Regions from separate parts of the Bombyx mori genome. Here region 2 is linked to region 1. The links are chromatin contacts, called in public Hi-C maps. All regions are on one chromosome and are shown on one strand. The core of a region is the stretch at or near the end of the contact, and the rest is flanking DNA. Distances in the headings are between cores, read along the strand shown.

Region 1 (5,831 bases), core at 941-3,440:
AGTAGGTCGCGTTTCCGATCCGGTGGTAGATTCTGCGAAACACTGCTCTTGCTAGGGTTAGTGTTAGGAACGTCGTCAGGTTTGAGCCCCGTGAGCTCACCTACTTGTTAAGGTTACGCTGAAATGGCATCTCAAGGCATGAAAAATATACTTAAGAACATACAACATCGATCTTGAAAATCAATAGTACCACAGCCCAAATTTAGCCATTAACTGTCGCTAATATTTTTTTTAAAGGCCAACTGTACTATTTAACTAAAGGTATCTAACTAAACAGCCTTTTTTCTCAGGCCGTGGGCCGAACCTTTTACGAGGTCTCCGCGAACTAATTAAACAGCCTAGACTAACTATTACTACCGACACTGTTTTTATTTTATTCCTTAAGCTCACAGCCCCATGGAGCTCTCTGTATTTAAGGGGTTGCCGGAACCCGTAGACTCCCCAACCTATGCCTACCGAACATAACTTTATATTTCAGGTATTTATATCCACTGCATATTACCTACGTAATAACGTTTTTTTTTCACCTTTTTTTATGACACAATGTTATTCGTTCATCGTGAAAGTCAATTGTGGACATTAAGATTATAATCGTTGCGTATTTTGAGTATCATTGGCTCATTTCGGCCCACCTGATGCTAAGCGATTACTTACCCACCTTGTGACAGCGCCTTAGCCCCCAGAAACGCGTGAAGGCATATCCGCTAATTAACTTCACGGGCGTAATGCTCGTGAGCCTGGCCTCGAATCAGTGACCCGAGAGACCGAATATCGACCGTTTCCGTAGCCCTACGAATCGAAAAGAACTAATAATATTAATATTTCTAGTGAATTACGTTCAAAAGGTTTTTTTTTGTTTTGTAGGGAACATTCCGTTGATGTTAATTAAAATACCTTAGCCGTAATGACTTTCTTTCGTTCGCATTCGGTCAATGACATATTCTCATTTTTGAATGAATCGTTACGATATTTAATTGAACTAGTGGCCCCGCAGTAGTCGAAATTCGACTATAATTCATTGGAATTGTAAGTTTGTACACTATTATGATTGTATTTTGTACTTCTTTAATCACAAATTTCGCCAAGACTACACTACACTATAAAAATATTAACAAAGACAAACAATATATTTTAATCTATTCTCAATTTGACAACAGACGTCAAGAACAAAACTTTGACAATAAATAGTATGCATGCGTGTGTGCGTCAAATACATGGTATGTAGTGTGTGTAATGTTTTCTTTATTCATTTAATGTATCTTTTATGCATTATTTAAAAAAAAAATATTAGCATTGTGCACATCTTCACTATATTCTCTATAAGTGTGGGAAATTTCATACTCCACCGTCCGCGCAATTTTCGTAAAAAGGGATACAAAGTTTTTGCTTCACGTATTAATATATAGATTCCAGTAAACAAACTTTTAAACTTCGCACGTATCTACGATTTAAGCGCTTTCAGGGAGCAACAGAACAATTTTTCCCCCTACTTATTCGCTGGTAACCTAAGGCCCTATTCCAGATATGACCGGCCGGTAGGTGAGCTCACCGGCTCAACCTAAGAGAATTTAATAACACTAGCCCTAACAAGGGCAGTGCTTCGCAGAGTTTACCACCGGATTGGAATTACGACCCACTAAGAAGATCAGGCGAGAAACTCGGTGGGCTAACACAGAACCAAGGGAATAATTAGGAATATTATGTTCTTTTTTTTATAATAATTATTTTTTTTATAAAAAATATTTAGACAGTCTACTGTTGCTGTCACTGACGAGGAGTCATCAATGGGAGAAATTAAATATAAATCGAAAAGACAAAAAATGTATATAGATGTGATTATTTAAATACTAATGAATGGAATTAAAATAGTCTTAAGATAGCCTTCCGCTATCGCAATCCAGAGCCTGAGGTCTGATACATGATGACGAGATGTACCAAAAAATATTTATATCCCATCTACAATCACGCCGTTTAACATTTCATTGGCACTGTTCGTATGTAAACAATTTGTGTATCACGTATCCTCACACAAATTCCAATTCAGTGGACGTCTACATTCCGCGCATCGTTGTTATTCGAAGCACGCGTCGATCTGATTGTTTGTTACGAGTTCGTGTATACGCGTCGAGGTTCGCGTCAGCTTCGTCAGTTTCGTGTCAGCGCTAAACGCGGTACCTACCAGTTGACGTGTTTCGTTTGAAATTAGACATTACAATGATGAAAATAGACAGTGCTGGATTTACACTAGGGGCGGTTGGGGCAAGTGCCCAGGGCGGCAAAATTTTTAAAGTATTGTTTTTTGTCTTAGCAATATTGTTGAATATAATTAATTAATTCTAGTAATTAATAACTTTCTGTTTAATTGATAATTCAACAAATTCAATTCATCCATTATTTGTGAATTATAATTTTGGAACTTTTGTTAAAAATTAATAATCAAAATGATTTAACAATTTATTTTCTTGGACATTTGAAATAATAATCGATTTTTCCATTTTCTGGAATTAAAGAATACCTAATAGAGAATAATAATAAATAATTAATTGGCACCCTTAGTGCAAAATTTATAATTGTTAGAAAAAAACAGATATTAATTTATGTTTTTGGAATATATAACATATTATGATAAAGCTTCTGCAATAAATTAGTTATTTTAATTTTGAAAAATAAAATATATAAACTATAAGTTTAGATAAAATTCTAGTATCGGGGCGGACTTTTTCCGGTGCCCAGGAGCGGCATTAAGTCTAAATCCGGCCCTGAAAATAGAACACGTAACGATAGCACATTGTTCCGATGTGAACTGATAATTAATTCCAAAAATAGAATTATATTGTTTATCGCTTCAAAGCCGATGCAATACAACGTATTTAGATGTTTTGTTTGATTTTGAAGAGCGTATCTTTTGTTTCATAATAATAAAATCTATACTTTTTTTTTAGTAAAATTCTAAGCCTTTGGCTATATGAAAATTTAATAGGTGCGAAATGAAAATAGTATGAATTAGCTGAAATTAAATTAAAGGAAATGGTAGTGCAAGGTAGAGAGGGAAGGGGTTGACCAAGAAGACATGAATGGAGTGGGTAAATGAGGATATAAGAGAGAGAGAGGAGTGAGTGTTGAGCTGACGGCTGACAGAAGAGAATGGATGAGAAAAATTACCTGTGTTAGTGGGATAAGGTAAAGAAAAAGAAGTTAAATGTTAGTTAATATGAATCATAGTTAATACCGTAATTTCCAAACTTATTTTTATCAAAATTTTCCTCTAAACATGTAATAGAAATCAACTATTTCCTCATTTCAACACGGCCAGCTTTATTTTGGAAAATGCAACATTCAAAATGTTCCGCGTACATTTTGAAATGCATCGTTCATTAACAAATACGACTTCAAAGCGAATTCAAACAGCTTTTGGTGAACGTGTTAAAACTTAACAACAAATACATTTCTGACAACATTTTTTATTTTTTATTTATACTTTATGCACAAAACAAAACTTGTACACAGGCGGACTTAATGCCATGGGCATTCTCTTCCAGTCGGCCATAGGGTGGTGCAGAGATAATGCATGGTAGGTGCATTAACAAAAGAATAACAAACAACAACAACAAAACAAAAAACAAAAAAAGAACAAACTCAAAACAAAAATCTTCCTTAAAACAACATCTCAGTATTATAGAATACACATAATGTTAAATATAGGTACTTATATAGATTACATATGACACACACATTTTCCGTAAGCTTGTAAACTAAATAGCTTCCGTCGTTGTACTGCATGTGTGAGAGCGTCACTTTAGCCCACTGAGTTTCTCGCCGGATCTTCTCAGTGGGTCGCGTTTCCGATCCGGTGGCAGATTCTACGAAGCACTGCTCTTACTAGGGCTAGTGTTAGCAACATTCCCGATTTGAGCCCCGTAAGCTCACCTACACGTCAAGGAGAAGCTGAAATAACCGCAGATCAGCGGTAGCTGGAGCTCATGAAAATAATGTCGGTACCGCCACTCACCTTGAAACATGAATACGAAATATCATCACAACTATTACACTCTTCAAAGATTTATATAAGGTAGCGATTCAGCTCATCGTCAAAATACGTTGTGGGAATTACTACAAAGGGAAGATCTTTCACTGAGCGAGCGAAGTTGCTCGGTAGACCGACGGCCCGAATGTTATTGTTCGGAACTTGTATATATGCAAGCTTATCTTGAAAATGTCGTAAGCGAGATTCAGGCATTTGTCAAAGATCTTGTGTTCTATGATGGCTATCGCCACAACGTCACAACCTACAAGCTTAAATACATGCCGTAAACCGTTGTCATTTGTGACCACGGAAACTGCCAAGTATCCGAAAACATACAAAACGACAGAAAATAGAGACAATTTTAAACAGTAATATTAATACGTGAAGCAAAAACTTTATATCCCTTTTTACGAAAAATGCGCGGACGGAGGAGTATGAAACATTCCACACTTATAGAGAATATAGAGAAGAAGAAGCACAATGCTAATATTTTTTTAAAATAATGCATAAAAGATACATTAAATCAATAAAGAAATCATTACACACACTACATACCATGTATTTGACGCACACACGCATGCATACTATTTATTGTCAAACTTTTGTTCTTGGCGTCTGTTGTAAAATTGAGAATAGATTAAATATTGTTTACCTTTGGTAATATTTTTATAGTGTAGTCTTGGCGAAATTATAGAAGTATAAATTATAATAGTGTACAAACTTACAATTCCAATTAATTATAGTCGAATTTCGACTACTGCGGGACCTCTAGTGTTCTTTAATTATGGATAGCTCTGTTTTCAGTGACAAGCCATTGAATCTCTGAAACAAATATCGGTTTTAGAATTTTTAGAGTTGCTTAAGAGTTTTGCCGATAAATGAGCATCAAAAGAGATCTCAACGAGGAATCGCATCGACAGCCTACGCATTAAGTGCCATAGAACAAAAGCCGCCACCAAATGTAGATGATACGGCCGTATTTGCATAGAGAAAATCATTTCGTGTATCGAAGACCCGTTTGTGTCTCGCAACGGAATAACGTGTGGTGACCATGTTTGTTGGAACGACGCAGAAATAATAATAATGATTGAACGTCTTAGTTAAGGTAAATTTTTTTTTTTTGTATTCCTTGGATGGATGGGCGATCTCATAGCCCAACCCTGGTGTTAAGTGGTTACTGGAGCCCATAGACATCTACAACGTAAATGCGCCACCCACCTCGAGATATAAGTTCTAAGATCTCAGTATAGTTACAACGGCTACCCCACCCTTCGAACCGAAACTCATTACTGCTTCACGGCGGAAATAGGCGGGGTGGTGGTACCTACCCGTGCGGACTCCCAAGAGGTCCCACCACCAGTGATAATGTAAATTTTACCGTTAACCCTTCAGGCATTAGGTCGAATATCCTTGAAAGCTGTTGTGGTGTTTAAGACGCCCTGTGTACACATTTCGGCTATGCCGGTGTTTCAATTACAGCAAGTAGATTATTATACTCTAGTCATTTTTTTTTAGTGAAATATCTAGTATTACGTCTCTGACGTGAGGTAATAAATAAATATTTATTATAAATATTTACTAACAATCAAGCCACGTTAACTGGTCCCGTGGTAAGTTCGTAAAGAACTTATGTTACAGGTACCAGATAACGGAAATAAATGTAAGATTTTTATTATACACGTACATATATTTAATATACATCCATAACTTCTTCATTCATAAATTTTTGCTCGTTTGCCTCTTAGCTGTTATAAAAAAACAAAACAAAAACCCTGGAAAGGACATTTATATTTATCATATAAATATC
Region 2 (5,788 bases), core at 3,119-5,618, 52 kb before region 1:
CAACGCTCAGGTTTCTAATCATGTTCCTTGATAAATCCAACAATTCTGTTTTATGGAGTCCTTTGAGACTACCATAGCGCAATTCGGTTAAATAGTTCGATGATAGATTAAGCAGTTTCAAGTTCTTCATGCTCTGAAACGTGCCAGGCTTCACCGTCGATATTTTATTGTTACTCAAATCAATTGCCTTTAAATATTCCGAATTCTGGAACATTGCACTATCTATTGAAGTTAGGTTATTATCGCTCAAGTTGACGTTTAGAAGCGCTTTGAAATACGTCAGTAACACGTTTGTCAATCTGTTCGAACTCAAATCTAAATCGACCAATGTTGTCAGTGAATTCGTATACTCGTTATTAAATGCAACTAATTGATTGTGTGCGAGACGTAATACTGATATGTTTGGAAATTTTTCATTATTCACCCCGGTCAAGTCGGAAATATTGTTAAAAGACATATCTAAATAGTGAACCGATCGTCCAGAATTACCGGGGAATATTTCGGAGATATTCGTGAGATTGTTGTTGTTCAAAAAGAACGCTAATAAATTTGTCAATTTAGTGCCATTTAATACTAGGGTATTGAGACAGTTGCTAGATATATCCAAACTATACAAATTTTCCATGCCCTGAAAATTATTTGGCTTGAAACTGTCAATCTGATTGTGAGATAAGTTCAATCTTGCTAGAACGGGGAGATCAACAAAAGCCATATCGTCTACTGTGGTTATGTTAAAATTGCTTAAATTCAAAAATCTTAAATACTTAGCTCCACTAAAAGTATTATTTTTTATGACGCCACCAATGAAATTTCCCGACAGTAATAAGTACTGAATTTTTTTCAACGGTAAAGAATATTGTTCTATTTGTATAATTTTGTTGTCGGACAAATCTAAAGTTATAAGCGTTATTTGGTTTTGGAAAGCATTCTTTTTAACAATGCTGATGCTATTATTTTTCAGATATAGCTCAGTTAAGTTGGACAGGCTGTCGTTGAGAAAATCTAAGCTAGATATGTTGTTATAAGATAAATCTAGAACATTCAACGCATTCCCAAAACTCTTTTGTTCAACTAAACTAATTCTGTTATGACTCACGTTTACAGAAAACAGTGAATACATCTTTGAAAATGAATATTTCTTGATAGCAGTTATGTTCTGTCTGGATAAATCTAGAGATTTCGTAATGATGTTTTGTAAGCCAGTGAACATGTTCTGACCAATCTCACCGGTAATATTATTTTTCTCCAAATTCAAGTACACAAGCGAGCTATTCGCAAACGTATTATCTTGAATTGTAGAAATGTAGTTATTGTACAGATTTAAGAACACAAGCCTTTTGTTGTTCGTGAACATGGTGTTTTCGATTGTGGACCTTATTTTGTTATGACTTAAATCGATTATCTTTATGTTATATTCGTTACTGAAACAGTCATAGTCTAGTGTACTCAATTCGTTATGAGATAAGTTTAAATTTACCAAAGAATTCAGTCTGTTAATTTCGAAGCCGCTCAGATGAGTCATAACATTATGTGACAAATCCAGGTCAGTCAGCGCCTTTAAATGTATGAGAGTCATGTTAAGTGAACTAATTAGATTATTTTCCAAATGCAAAATCACAACGTTTTTTGTATACAAAAAGGCGCTGTCATCGATAAAATGTATCAAATTGCTCTGTAAATATAAATACTTCAAATTGATCAATGGATAGAATATGTGCTCATACAAATTAGTTAGACTATTATTCGATAAATCTAACGTTTCCAGAACATTCCCCGCGTCCGATACTTTAAAGCCTCTGTTCTCTATCACGGATATACAGTTCGATGATAAATTAAGGTACCTTAGTCTAGGTAGATTGGCAAAGGCATCAGACTTGATTTCTTTTATATTATTCCCGGCGAAGTCCACGTGGAATACGTTCAAGAAGTATTTGAAAGCATTCGTGAACAAAACGCTCCACGTACTGTTGGTAACCTTAAAATAGCGTAGTCTCTCATCGAAGTTAGTAGCTCCGAAGTAGTTTAAATTCACCAGAGGAGTATTTGCGCCGGTTACAACGAAGGTGATATTTTGTTCGCCCCGGCATAGAGGTACGGACGCACGGCCGGCGTGATGATGACATACAATAGTGTACTGACAATTCGAAACGATATCCACTAGCTCGCAGTTCGTCAATACAGTCGTAACAAACAACGACAGGGGGACTATAACATCTGAAAAAAAAAAAAAAAAAAGTTCAAAAGCGCATTCAGTAGATCTAATTTTTGTGAACCAACTTGTGGTAAATTATCAGTGAATACGTATGCTGCAAATAAAATATAATTTTAACGTAATAATCGAAAACTGACCGTAATGATGATCACAAACAAAGAAGCTATGCCTAAATATACAAAGCGAAGAAATGGTATATGATAGAGGAGTATGGAAGAAGAAAACATTTTGCGCCGACCCCAAGTGACTAGGAGAAGGGCAGGAGAATAATAATGATGATGAATAATGATCAATTTCTTTATGATTTCCCTTGTAAGTAGTCATACGGCCCAATCGTTGGTAAGTGGTTACCGTTGCGCATGCACGTCAGCAATGCCAGAAGCACAGTCAAGCGACTGCCTACCGCAAACAATTCACAATTATTCCCTCCAAGGCTTGCGTTACGTGAGTTTATTTTTAAACATTGATAAGATACAAAATGGACACCACGCCCTGACTCATAAGGCCAAAGTCCAAATATTTCATACCCACGAGCGTGGGTCGGCTTTTAAAATGTTTTACTGAAAAAAATCCACAAATTAACTGCTTATTTCTTTGGAAGCTGATTTAATTGGAACAAACGACAGAGTTTCGGCTCGAGGCTTCGGCTTTTGGCTTTTGCCGCAGTAAATCACGGGAGACCACTTTAAACCGCTTCAACGTTTGTTGTGCTAATCTCCATTTACAAGCTCACAAATAAAAATACTGAATTATTATGTACTTTGAAGGTGGTATACGTTGTTTGGTATTTCTGCTATTATGCGTTTGGACGTTATACAATGAATTGGAGACTTCAACGATGACCTTATGATTTTTTTTTATGATTGATGGGTTACTTGTTTACTTGGGTTACCCCTAAAAGGGAGAGACCTTAATAGATAAGAGGATATAAGACCTTAATAAGGCCTGCCGTCTTGTATGGATCAGCTTGTTGGACAACAAAAGTGGCGGATGAAAGGCGATTGCATGCAGCAAAGATGCGAATGTTGCGATGGATATGCGGAGTAACGAGATGGATAGAATACGGAATGAATATGTTAGAGGAAGTCTGAAAGTGTCACCTGTGACAGAGAAGCTGAGAAGTGCGCGTTTGGGATGGAATGGACATGTAATGAGACAAAATGAAAATGAGGTTGGTAAGAAAATGTGAAATATGAATGTGGAAGGATATAGAGGAAGAGGTAGACCTAAGAAGAAATGGATAGATTGCGTGAAAGACGATATGGGTAAGAGGGGAGTGAGCGAAGAAATGGTGTGTATAATAGAAGAGTATGGAAGGAGATAACATGTTGCGCTGACCCCAGGTACTGGGGAGAAGGGCAGGATAATGATGATGAACGTTGAACTCTTTGCCGAGTTCGACGAGTACGGTTACCGTAGTCCCTACTCCTAGTTTTAGAGCTAAAGGTGTCCGATTCAAAGGTTATTGGATCTGATGGATCTGTAAGGACGTTTCTAGGGCGTTGACGGTGACTGGCTCCTGCTCAGGATTCGGGGAGTAGTTAGCGGGGTTCCTAAGCCTGCTCCTAGTGTTAGAGGTAAAGGCATCTAATGCAAAGATCTGATGGACCTTGTGATATTCATGAGTTCAACCGCTTCATGTGGATAATGGACTTCGATCTCGTCTATCGGTACGCAATATTACGAAAAAAGTCTAATTGTAACGACAATACAAAAAATAAAATTAACCTATTAAGATTTGCAAAACAGTTTAATTAGAATTTAGGGGCAATTACTGAACAGCGCCGTTTGTCTTAGCCTTTTAATTTTTGCTCATTTGGCCTAATTCTTAGGGATACCTTAAGGATAAGGACTCTGATAACCACTCAGTACCAGATGGACCTTGAACTTGTACGTCCAATGGAACATTCACCCCAACAAATTGATTTTTAAAAAAATCCAAAATATACTCAAAATTAACTACAAATGATTAGATATGTATCTCAGTTTACTTACATTGTAAATGAAAGCGTATACTGCATAAATTCATTTTTTTTTTAAATTAAAACAATGAAATTAATATTCACTGAAATTCACTTAAAGGTACCAATTTATTTATATTATTAAAGTAATTATGTTATCACACGAAACGACACAGCGTTTATGAACAATAAATGAATTGTTTTGTTTGGTTCAAGTCAAAGAACAAAATTCGTGGAGTAGACATGGTTTTTTTATTATTTTTTATCGCAGTTTAAATATTTTATTTATTTATCATTCAAGTAGCTCATCTTATGGTAAGCGGTATCGAAGACCACGATCATTGTAACGTTACTTACGCATTAGAAACACCGGAAACTGATCCACAAGCAATTTTGGAAATCTAGACACCGCCGCTAAGCCGAAGTTAAGTAAAGGGTCTAGTTAAGTTGGACAGCGTTCGGCTAAGTACGTCCCCCATTCTTCATCCTTCATACTTTCTTTTCATCGTAGTATCTTAAAACGAAACTTTTCAACCAGGGCATCCTACCGGTTATGACTTTTGCGGTCGAGATGTGGAAACTCACAATACGGATAGTCCGTTACCGAGACTCAACGAGTCATGGAAAGAGACATACTCGGAGTTTCCCTGAAGGACAAAATTAGGAATGAGGTTACTTGAAAGAGAACTAATATAGCCGTAGAGCTGACGATCGATGGAGTAGACGGGTTCCTGAGTAGATACTGCGTAACGTCAAACGAAGGAGGACACTGGCTAGGTGGTGCGATGACCTTCAAAAGGTGGCCAGCAAAAAATGGAATAGGAGAGCTGAAAAATAGTTTCGATAGATTGGGACGGGCCTATGTCTAGCAATGGATGACAGCTGGATGATGATGATGATGATGATGATGATGATGATGAGACACCGCCACTAGGCGTATCTGGGAAGTAATTCCAGAAATTGGTATCCTAACTCTACCTTTGCTCTAGAGCTTAGTTTTACCAAACCAGTGTACTTTTTTGGAAATGATGAATAGCTGAGTTTCATTAAAGTAAGCACTAATTATACAATTGAAATATTAATGATTTTTAAATAATAAAAACCTGTTCTAAATACTCTCTAATGGCATGTCAAAAATATTTAGAAAAAAAGAACTACTCTATAGTTTTGTTCGCCGGAAACTATTATCAGTTATGCAGCATCCGAACAGCGCTGTGAATAATGATATAATAATTTAAAAAAGTACGAAAGCACCTAAAATAAACTAGTTTAGTCTTTATTTATTTGATAAATAACACAGAAGCCGTTTATTGTTTAGAGCATATTGAAATACTGAATATGGCTAACGACTTTGATTATGTGTACCTATTAATAGTATTACAGAAAAATGTATTAATCAAGACAGTAAATACAACGGTTTCTTCTTCTTCGGTATGTCTATGTAACTTAGCCAATTAAATCTTTGAGTATTTTTACATATTGCAGTACTAATTGCTCGAAGAACCCCAAAAATTTCTTCTCGGCTCTGCAAGTGCAAAAACAATATTATGTAACGGGCTCTTACGGGACTGCTCGATATATCAGGGCTTTTGCAAGCGCCATGACCAGTGTATTA

Evidence for each region. Hi-C and Micro-C count contacts between places; a contact is called where the count stands out from the background.
Region 2: a contact with region 1 is called in a Hi-C map of posterior silk gland, with 2.3 times the contacts expected there. The contact joins the promoter of LOC110385485 here to the enhancer-like site in region 1. A contact is called at or near these places in 2 of 7 Hi-C or Micro-C datasets (middle silk gland and posterior silk gland).

What each region holds. Positions count from the first base shown.
Region 1 is chr19:11,962,925-11,968,755 of ASM3026992v2, reverse strand. All of the region lies in intron 5 of LOC101739906 (hemicentin-2), which reads left to right. Among protein-coding and RNA genes, the nearest start is that of LOC134200630, 24 kb to the right of the region's middle. Within about 2 kb of position 2,190, at least 1 of the 8 cell types and tissues checked has open chromatin away from gene starts, as enhancers often do.
Region 2 is chr19:12,017,351-12,023,138 of ASM3026992v2, reverse strand. LOC110385485 (chaoptin) reads right to left here and starts at 4,368. Exons shown (of 2, transcript XM_021348957.3): 1 at 4,208-4,368; 2 at 1-2,214. The coding sequence starts at 4,241. The region is part of intron 1 of LOC101739906 (hemicentin-2); the gene reads left to right.